Linked DNA regions of Mus musculus: all the other regions are linked to region 2. The links are chromatin contacts, called in public HiChIP or PLAC-seq maps. All regions are on one chromosome and are shown on one strand. Each heading gives the region's core, a stretch centred on a gene start, on an enhancer-like site or on the middle of the called end of the contact. The rest is flanking DNA. Distances are from core to core; before and after follow the strand shown.

What was found. HiChIP or PLAC-seq counts read pairs in DNA pulled down with a chosen protein or histone mark.
Region 1: an H3K4me3 HiChIP or PLAC-seq map of bone marrow-derived macrophages shows a contact between it and region 2, with 3 times the contacts expected there. The contact joins the enhancer-like site here to the promoter of P2ry6 in region 2. A contact is called at or near these places in 1 of 15 datasets of contacts at CTCF or cohesin (large pre-B cells), 2 of 484 Hi-C or Micro-C datasets (B cells and embryonic stem cells), 5 of 115 datasets of contacts at active chromatin or transcription factors (bone marrow-derived macrophages, embryonic stem cells, large pre-B cells and 1 more) and 2 of 9 other capture datasets (liver and macrophages).
Region 3: a CTCF HiChIP or PLAC-seq map of large pre-B cells shows a contact between it and region 2, with 5 times the contacts expected there. The contact joins the enhancer-like site here to the promoter of P2ry6 in region 2. A contact is called at or near these places in 1 of 15 datasets of contacts at CTCF or cohesin (large pre-B cells), 5 of 115 datasets of contacts at active chromatin or transcription factors (the 230-238 cell line, T-cell acute lymphoblastic leukemia, bone marrow-derived dendritic cells and 2 more) and 1 of 9 other capture datasets (embryonic stem cells).

What each region holds. Positions count from the first base shown.
Region 1 is chr7:101,502,350-101,505,429 of GRCm38.p6, reverse strand. It overlaps Pde2a (phosphodiesterase 2A, cGMP-stimulated), which reads right to left. Exons shown (of 30, transcript NM_001143849.2): 11 at 2,828-2,896; 12 at 2,488-2,618; 13 at 2,020-2,131; 14 at 1,567-1,606; 15 at 1,395-1,458; 16 at 980-1,052; 17 at 682-859; 18 at 361-473. Among named protein-coding and RNA genes, the nearest start is that of Mir139, 29 kb to the right of the region's middle. Within about 2 kb of position 1,394, at least 37 of the 459 cell types and tissues checked have an H3K27ac peak or open chromatin away from gene starts, as enhancers often do. A contact at or near this core is called in bone marrow-derived macrophages, where this site is marked.
Region 2 is chr7:100,962,632-100,965,802 of GRCm38.p6, reverse strand. It overlaps P2ry6 (pyrimidinergic receptor P2Y, G-protein coupled, 6), which reads left to right and starts at 1,437. Exons shown (of 3, transcript NM_183168.2): 1 at 1,437-1,584.
Region 3 is chr7:101,539,880-101,542,640 of GRCm38.p6, reverse strand. No RefSeq gene overlaps it. Among named protein-coding and RNA genes, the nearest start is that of Gm35363, 2.8 kb to the right of the region's middle. Within about 2 kb of position 1,325, at least 46 of the 459 cell types and tissues checked have an H3K27ac peak or open chromatin away from gene starts, as enhancers often do. A contact at or near this core is called in T-cell acute lymphoblastic leukemia, where this site is marked.

The DNA.
Region 1 (3,080 bases), core at 145-2,644, 540 kb before region 2:
GCCAAGGTTTTGAACTCCACCCTCCTGCTACTCCCTCTCAAATCCTAAGGTTATAGGCCCATACTATCACGTACTACCATATATATACCCATCTAGCCCAGCAGAACTAGGTGGGGTTTTGATTTGTTTTGTTTCTTTTCCTTTCTCTTTCATGATCCTCAGAAGCTGGTTGGACAGGACCAGAAATAGTATCCCCAGCTTTGCATGCTGAACGACTAGAGGCAGCCAGCATGTATGGCGGGCTGCATAGCATCCCGCTCGCTGGGATCGGAGCCCTGAGCATAGACAGGCCAGAGCGAAGAAAGCAGATGTGGGGGATAGAAGAAGGACACCCTCCCCGCCCCAGTAGCGCTCCCTCACGTGGGCGATGCTGATGCCACAGTAGATGGAGAAGGCTGTGGCCAGGTCCTCATCAAACTTGCTGAACCATGGCCCATTGATCTTGTTCACTAGCTCAGCCACACCAATGACCTCTGGGAAGAGAGAGAAAATGGGAATCGCTGGTGAAGGGGTCCAGTGAGACCTGCCTTCTCCTAACTCCTCTGGAAGAAATGGCTCAAGACTAGACAATCCCTGGCTCTTTAGGTTCCGACCCTAGAACCACTTTCCCCTAGTCCCCGCCCCGGCTCCACCCCCGTACAGCCCCTTCAGGCCCCGCCCCTGGCCACCACGAGTCGGCACCCTGGTTCTCGTTCTTGATAGGGAAGCAGAGAATGTTGCGCGTGCGGAAGCCAGTGCTGTCATCTACGCCGCGATAGAAAAGCGGATGGGCATATGCATCTGGGATGTTCAGGATCTGGCCCGTAGTCGCCACGTGGCCCGCGATGCCTTGGTCCGCCGGGATGCGGATCTCATAACTCTGCCCAAACAGGGATGGAATAGAAAGCAAGAAGTTAGCCTGCCGTATAGACACTTTTCAAATGTGGCTTTTCCCCCAGGTCCTCTTGCTTACTCCCGGACACCCTCCATACTCCCTCACCTCATCGTCCACAACGCCACCATCGAACACCTTGGCCACCAGCTCGTTCTGATCCAGCAGGAACACCGAGCAGCTGTGGAGAGAAGAGGTTGGTTCGTGGGGTTCTGACGCCTCTCGAACCACCACATATGGCTAGTGTAGCGATTACTGAGACCCTGGAAAGTGTCCTAAAGTGAGACACTCTCCTCGGAGCTGGACAATTCCAAACATCTCTCCATCTGCCTTTTATTTGTTTTGTATTGTATTGTTTTAAATTCCTACTAGGTTTCATAGAAACCCATGGCAAGCAAAGTTAGCGCTGTCCTGGCTGAAACAAGGGCCCAGGCAGAAGGAAATGTCAGATAAGAAGGTAGGGAGGGGGCAGAGGCGGTGAGGGCTGAGACTTCCCCTCCCGCACCACCCCACTTCTGCTCACATCTCTGCGTTGCTGAGGTTTCTGGCTTCCGTGATGATCTCCTGTAGCAGGACAGAGACATCATCTGGAGGAGGGGGAAGGAGAAGCACGTGAGACCTGAGGAATGCCAGGCAAGCATCTCTTCCACATCTCCTCCTCCCCAAACGCCTTGTGTGGGAGACACATCACTCACCCAGGTGGGTGAAGAGGTTCTTTGCCACTTGGAGAAGAGCCTGGGAAGGAGGAAGTGAAGATCGTAAAGATGGCCCGGGATGTTCTCATCCCTTCCCAAGTGCTCCTAGAGCAGGCTGGCAACTGACGTGCCTAATGAAACCCTTTGGGTACTAAGTGAAGGAGCTGGGGAAGAATAGTGAAGTTCTTGGGTCTCAAACGGCTGCCACCTTTGCCTCTGGCTGCCCAGATGTTGTGGTAGTGCCCGTGTTAGACACTAGAGGGCAATCACAGACAATGCCTAGAGCCCAGGGAAATACTGACCTCTCTCTCTTTAAGGGACTTCCAGGTCACTAGGTTACCCAGCCACAGTGCTGCCACTGGCCTAGATAACCCAGGCAGCATCACCCTCGTGGATAGCCTTCTGGGGCTGGCGCGCGCAGGTTCTTGGGAAAAGCTCAAGGCAGGCACTCACCTGGCACTCACACTTGAGCTTCTGCTCCTTCTGGAAGGCCAAGGTGCTGGTGAGCACCGTGCCTGTGTAGTGGAAGCAGTGTTGGATCACGTGTTCATCCTCATCTGTGAAGCTGGAAGTCGGGCTGGGGGTCAGCAGAGAGGACAGGGAAGATGGCCTTCTCGGCCCCTTTCTCCTTTCCTGCATGCTACCAGGAAGCTCCTATCTGCCAGCTAATGAAACTCTTCACACTGGGACTACACACCATGCCTTCTCCCCCTTCAGGCACAGAGCTCTAGGGAAAGCTCTGACTGCCCTCAGACCAAAATGTGGGTTCCTCCTCAGGCCACTGTTTATTTGAGGCAGGCTTATGTACATGTTGCTCAGGCTGGCCTGGAACTTCTAGGCTCCCGTGATCCTCCCACTTCAGACCCCCTAGAACCTGGGGCTATTGCCATAGTGCCATGACACCCCCACTCTCAAACTCACAAATCTCCTCCAAGCTTGTTGAAGGCGCAAGCCAGGGCCACCACCTGGTCAGTGGCTCGGCTGATGACAGGGACACACAGCATAGCCTGCAGCTCACAACCCAACATGTTTTGCAGCTGTTGCACATCGTCCTGCAGAGATGAAGGAACAGTGAGGAGGGGCAGTGTGCCTCTTCCCTAGCTCTCACCACACTCCGAAGCCCGTTATGGCACGAGGACAGGGTGTCACCAAGTCTGGGTCTTGTCTCCCCATCTCTAGGCTACCCCATTCCAAAGACACTGGGGCTTGAGCAAAGGGTTTCCCCCTCCCTCTCCCTTGGCTCAGCATGGCCATGGCTTACAGAGGTTAGGTCCTTCAACTGGATACACTGCTTGTCTTCCACCACCTGCCCCAGACGTCCCATGGTCAACTGGAAAGTGAAGAGAGACCCCGTTGGCCCAGCTCTCCCTGGGTCAACCCATCCTTGCCTTCCAAGTCTGGAAGTTTCAACAAACCCTTTGAACAGTTCAGGAATGGATGGAGCTGATGCTGAGAAGCAGAGGAGAGAAGTGGGGGGGGGGGGTTGGAGAGGGACGACTTGGTAATCAATAGTG
Region 2 (3,171 bases), core at 188-2,687:
CATCATCACCCCACCATCATCATCATCATCATCATCATCATTCTTACTACTGCAGCTGCTACTATTACTATTGCTATTACTACTACATCTTACAGATAGGAGAACTGAGATCCAGAGAGGGACAGACACTGGTTAAGGTCACACAGCAAATTCAAGCAGAGTTAACCAGTGCCATCTTATCCTTGGGCTAAGGGAAAATGCTTTCTGCCTCTGGGGCTTAGAGTATGAAAAATGGGCTTGGTTGGGAGCCTAGGGGATGGGGCAGGCTAGGACCACCAAGCAAGCTTTGTGTAGGGAATCTTGATCTTCCTACACCTGGAGCTGTGTTAGCTCCCTCACACAACTCCACTGTGAGGCTCTTCTTTCATGTATACATGCCAGGGAAGAGGACCAAGGGACAAGACACCTCTGCCTTGTCTTGGAACCCAGGCAAGGCCCCAGAGCCACCCCTCTGCTGGGGTAGGTCAGAGGGTGTATTTCCTCTTCTGGCCTGCAGAGGGCTTGCAGGCCAGGCTCTGGGCACAAATCAAAGCATTGGCGTTCCGAACTGAAGCAGGGCCCAGGAGCCTGCCTGGCCTTAGCTCCTGGCCTGCTTCCATCCTGTAGGGCTTGAGGTACGGTCTCCTCCAGGCTGGGTGGACTTCTCCAGAGAGAGACAGAAAGTGGTACAGGAAACGGAGACCTAGTAAATCCTAGTTCAGTCCACTTGAGGAGACCCTAACTCTACTCAACACACCTCTCTTGATTTTTCTCTAAAGCTCTCACCTCCGATCAGAGACTTTGCTCTGCACTCTCACTCCTAGTAAATGACACCAGACGAGGAGAAAGGGGATAGGGGATAATCCGATTGACAGGGAGGGGCTGTCCGGGCCAGTCAAGTACCCAGGCAGAGCTATCCATTGCCTTCTGCTGGTCCTGCCCAAGCCCCAGGATGGATGGAGGTTAGGGAGGAAGAGTCACCCCTGTTCTGCCCTTCTTCCAAGCCACCCTCTTTCTGAGGAGCCATTCTTGGTCCCTGGAGAGTGGTGTCTGGACATGCATGGTTGGAGTCACAGACAACAGATTCCTTAATCTTGGGGTCTGGGTCTCTCTTAATGAGCCTTCCAGGCACTGCTGAGAAACCAGGGTAATTGTTCCCTGTGGCAGTAATGAGCAGGAGCCAGGCTCTGTCCAAACTTGAGAGAGGCCAGGAGGGGAGCTGGTGTGTAGCTAGGAGCCTCCCTGTGCCCAGCCCTGGGCCTTGAGTGCTCCCTCCTTCCATCTTCCCAGGAACCCTCAGGCTAAACTGATGGTCCGACGGTCCCCATCGCTAGGCTGAGTGGGCAGAGCTAGGGGTGACTTGCTCCTAGTCCGGCAGTGGCTGACTCAGCCTTGTGCCAGACACTTGAGCAAGATCTCCAGATTGAGGCCTGAGAGACAGTGTCACTTCCCCTCCTGGTAGTCCCAGTTACCTCATCTGCCACCTCCCAGACTCCTGCACTCTGGGGCACAAGAACTGCCTGGTGGCAGGGGCTGCTTCGGGAGTCTAGCTTGCTCCAGTTCTCATGGCTTGCAGGCGGTTGCTGTGTCAGAGGGAGTTTTCAGGTAAGGGTGCTTCCCTCCTCCAGTGTTTGCCCGCTGTGCACACCATTGCAGTCCCGGGCTGGGTGCAGAAGGCTGAGCAGGTGTGGGTGGGTGTGGGGCCTTCTCCCTTCCTCTTATTTCCTCTACCAAGTTCTGCCCAGAACTAGGCTGCACAACACCGGGGGACAAGGCACAGAGGCCTGGAGTGGAGGAGGCAAGGAAATGGGGACCTGACTGTGTCTTGGGTGGGGAGGTGGAATACTGAGGCAGAGGTCAGAGTTTGACTTCTGAATGAAACATGACATTTTTTCCCCTTTCTGGGCCTCAACTTCTTACCTGTGAGTTCAAGTAGCTGAGCATGTGCCTGAGTATTGTCTATGCTAGATGATATAGCATATAAATGTGTTTAATCCCAGCAGAGGTAGGCAATCTCTGTGAGTTCAAGACTAGCCTCTTCTGCATAGTGCATCTCTTGTGTGTTGCAGGTCAGAAAGATCCTATCTCAAAAAAAAAAAAAAAAAAACCCAAAACTCTGTGTGTGTCAAATTTTAGAGAGTAAAGAGGGTCCCTTGGGGAGGGGCTGGGCGGGACTCTCAGAGCTGCTCAGGCGCCTTGGCAGGAACTAGCAGGAAGGATGCTAAAATACAATGTAGCCTGAGGTTAACTCCACTGGGAAAACGGATTCCCTGAGTCCAGGCACTGCTTGTTAAGGGGAAGAAAAGCAGAGTAATTGGATGTATCTGGGAGCAGGGCTAAATCCTTCTGAGGGTTTCTGTTCACATTTGCCTCTGCTGATCCTGACGGAGGAAAGGCAGGCAGGCGCCCCATATTTGGTACTGCTACCTCCGGAACGTACGAAGCTAGCTTTGTACCTGGCGCAGCCTTCCCAGCGCTAGGATTACATGCATGTACCAAGTGCTATGCCTTCCATGGTGCATCTGCATGTGTGTGCAAGACAAAGGTGTGGATGTGTAGTTCGTGAGTGTGTGTAGCTCCAGTGCCAGTGGGAGTTTCTACTGCTGAGACTCCATTTGGCTAGGATGAAGCTCAGCTTGTTGCAAAGCATGTCTGAAGCCCTGGGCTGGATCCTCAGCACTACAAGATACTGGGCATGGCAGTGAGTATCTGTCATGCCCCTACTCAGGATGTAGAAGCAGGAGGATCAGAAATTCAAGGTCATCCTCAGCTACGTAATGAGTTCAAGGCCAGCCTGGAGAAATTTTTTTCTTTCCTTCTTTCTTTTTTTCTTTTCTCTTCTCTTCTCTTCTCTTCTCTTCTCTTCTCTTCTCTTCTCTTCTCTTCTTTCTTTCTTTTTTTCTTTTTTTGGTATATCCTTACTATTTGTTAGTTTACCAGGAAGAGTTGGGGGGTCATAGTCTAGAAACTAACACTAACTATTATCTCTAGCCTGTCCTCTTGCCTCACCCTGGAACTGTTCCTACAGACTTCACTGGGGGGTGGGGGTCCCTATAGGACTGTCTTCAGTGCTGAGAATCTGCCTGGCTCCTCTATGCCACCACCCTCCCTCTGAGTCTCAGAGCTGGCTGGGAACCTCAGTTGTCCCATTGAATCTTTGTGATATTCCAATGTCTTCTGGAGATGCTACTA
Region 3 (2,761 bases), core at 76-2,575, 580 kb before region 2:
TTGGGGCATGATGCATGCAGGTATGATAATAAGAGATCCTAAGAGAAAGATAGTGACAAAAGTATTTACTTCAAGTGGAATATTTTGGATATGTATTATACAAACCTAGAAGAACCAGTTTATAAAATATTGATTCTTCAGAATAATTCAGCCAGCAGAATACTCATGTTTGCATTCACTGTCTCTTGAATGTCAGTAAATGAAAAAAAAAACATGGAATTTGTATATTGTGCTTCATTTGGCTCCTTCAAACATTAAAATTTGAAACCTAAGGTCCTTCAGGAACTAAAATATCACATTTACATTTTTGTTTCTACTGTGTGGGAGGAAGACCCGCAGTCCTCTTTTAACTAAAATTCATGGTGCATTCCCATCAAAGCTTTTGCTTTAATGAAGACTACTAAATGCACATGCACTGTCATTTAATTTCTTTGTTGTTCTTAATTTTTTCCCAACTTCATGTCTGTTGCTTTGAGAGATCTACCGGCTAAATCCCAACTGATGAAAGTGCATTGTTCCGAGATACCTAGGGGACCTGGAGACAATTAACCAGAACTCCATCTGATAAAGGGCATGCTTGGGCAAGATTTGATGGCTCTTATTCTTTTTCTTTTCTTCCTTGGTCTTCAAAACACAGCAAATCTGAACCAGTAGCTGAATTGGAATGAATCTGCTCCACGGCAGCCCACTCTTACTGTGCGAGCTTCTGTTACACGCGTTTAAAATATCCCTCAACTGAGACGGGTTACAGGAGATGCATATTCATACTTGGAACACGCTCCTCCTCCACATTAGGAGCTTTTCGGGGTACCCAAAAAGTTAGGATTCTGCTAAGGTTCTTGATCAAACAAAACCAATATCTGAAGGACAGTAGTGCCCAAGGACGAATAAGAGTTGCGGAGCCCATAGTATTAATAGCTCCAGTAAGCCCATACCACAGAAAGGCTAAAGGTCTTTGCCCCGTGACACGGGGAAAGCTGAGATAATTAAAATTCCAGATGCCCACTCAGCAGAAGCAGACCTTTCTGTTAGAGTTAAAATCTAAACTGAATCGATTCCGGTTTTACTTTAGAAAAAGGTGAAGAGAAAGCTATTGAGGAACAGCCTGGCTGAAGTAGGTGTGTTTGGGAGAAGATGGCACAGTTTTTACTGTTTTTACGTGTGGGTTAGAGTCGTTTTACATTTGGGTTACAAAATGTTCTTTTGAATCCGCCGAGTCAAGCGTCAGGAGACGCCTAGGAGCTTAGAGACCTACTTGCTGCTCTGGGATGTAGGGCAGTGGAGCCTGTGCTTAGCATTTCCAGTCTACAGCGAGCACTTGTAGCCACGAGAGGGCGCGGTGCATATTTAACAAAGCCTTTCTGAGCACTGACATCTTTCAAGCCAGGTCTAAAACTTCATGCAGACTAGAATCTTGCTTCCCAGAGCTTGCCTCCCAGGAAGGTGAGTTATCAAGCCAAAGAAGAGGAAAATATGCTTGAGGGAAGGGAACTAATAAGTTGAAGAACGATGTCAGTGCTCTCTGTAAATCACAATTTGTCATTTACCCAGAGATTCTCCAGGTAGTTACACAGGGTCCCGATAATTTAAACCAGGAACAAGAGAGGAAATGAGACAACTTGGAGGTTCCCAACAGAATTCTGACTGAAGACTGTAAAACCTCTGCGCATTCAATAATTTATAAACTGGGCCATATGTCATGTGCCCGGGCAGCAAAAGGAAGTCCTATCTTCCACAGACTTGGAGGAAGCACCTGCCTGAGGCCATTTGACGTCAGGGCTCTAGGGCTTTTTATATTTATTTTAGATAAGAGTTGTCTCTCTGTAACTATGGCTTCTAGACATGTGGATCCTACTATAATAGCAGGCTGAAAATATCCAGAGTGTGCGTGAGCATACACACACACATACATACATACATACACACACACACACACACACACACACACACACACACACACACAATCCAGGAAAAAAAAAATGTGTCTCACTGGACCATGGTGGCACATGCCTTTAATCACAGCACTTGGGAGGCAGATGCAGGTGGATCTGAGTTCAAGGCCAGCCTGGTCTACACCAAGAAACTCTTTCTCAGAAAAAAAAAAAGGGGGGGGGGGGTCTCAGGCATGTACAGAATTTGTTTGGGGGGGGGTTGCTATTCCCTAACAAATACAGGCTAGCAATGGTTTTCATAGCATTTGCAGTGTATGAGTCATTGTAATCTAGAGATGATTAAAGCACAGTGTTTATCTGCAAATACTATTAAATTTTATAGAAGGGACATAAGCATCTTTGAATTCTGATGTCCAAGGTGAATTCTAGAACAACTGTAATAGAGCTCTCTCTCTCTCTCTCTCTCTCTCTCTCTCTTTGTGTGTGTGTGTGTGTGTGTGTGTGTGTGTGTGTGTGTGTGTGTGTGTTGGATGCATATGTTTAGCACTCATGTGAAGACAATTTCAGATAAGAAAATTTCAGTCCTCACTTCTGCCTTATTTGAAACAGGCTCTGGCTGGTCCCTGACACGTGTGCCAGCCTGGTTTCCTTTGCACTGCTGGAGACTCCTGTCTCCATCTCCTGTCTCCATCTCCTGTCTCCGTGTGGAGACTCCGGCTCTTCTATCCAGCTTCTGTGAACTTGGCTCCTCCCACTTGCGTCAAAGCGGTCTATCCAAGGCAAGCGCTTTATCTGCCTTATTTCTGAGATGTAGTCGGCATGCAGCCCGAGCTGGCCTGGCCTAGAACTATATGGAGATCAGATTGGCA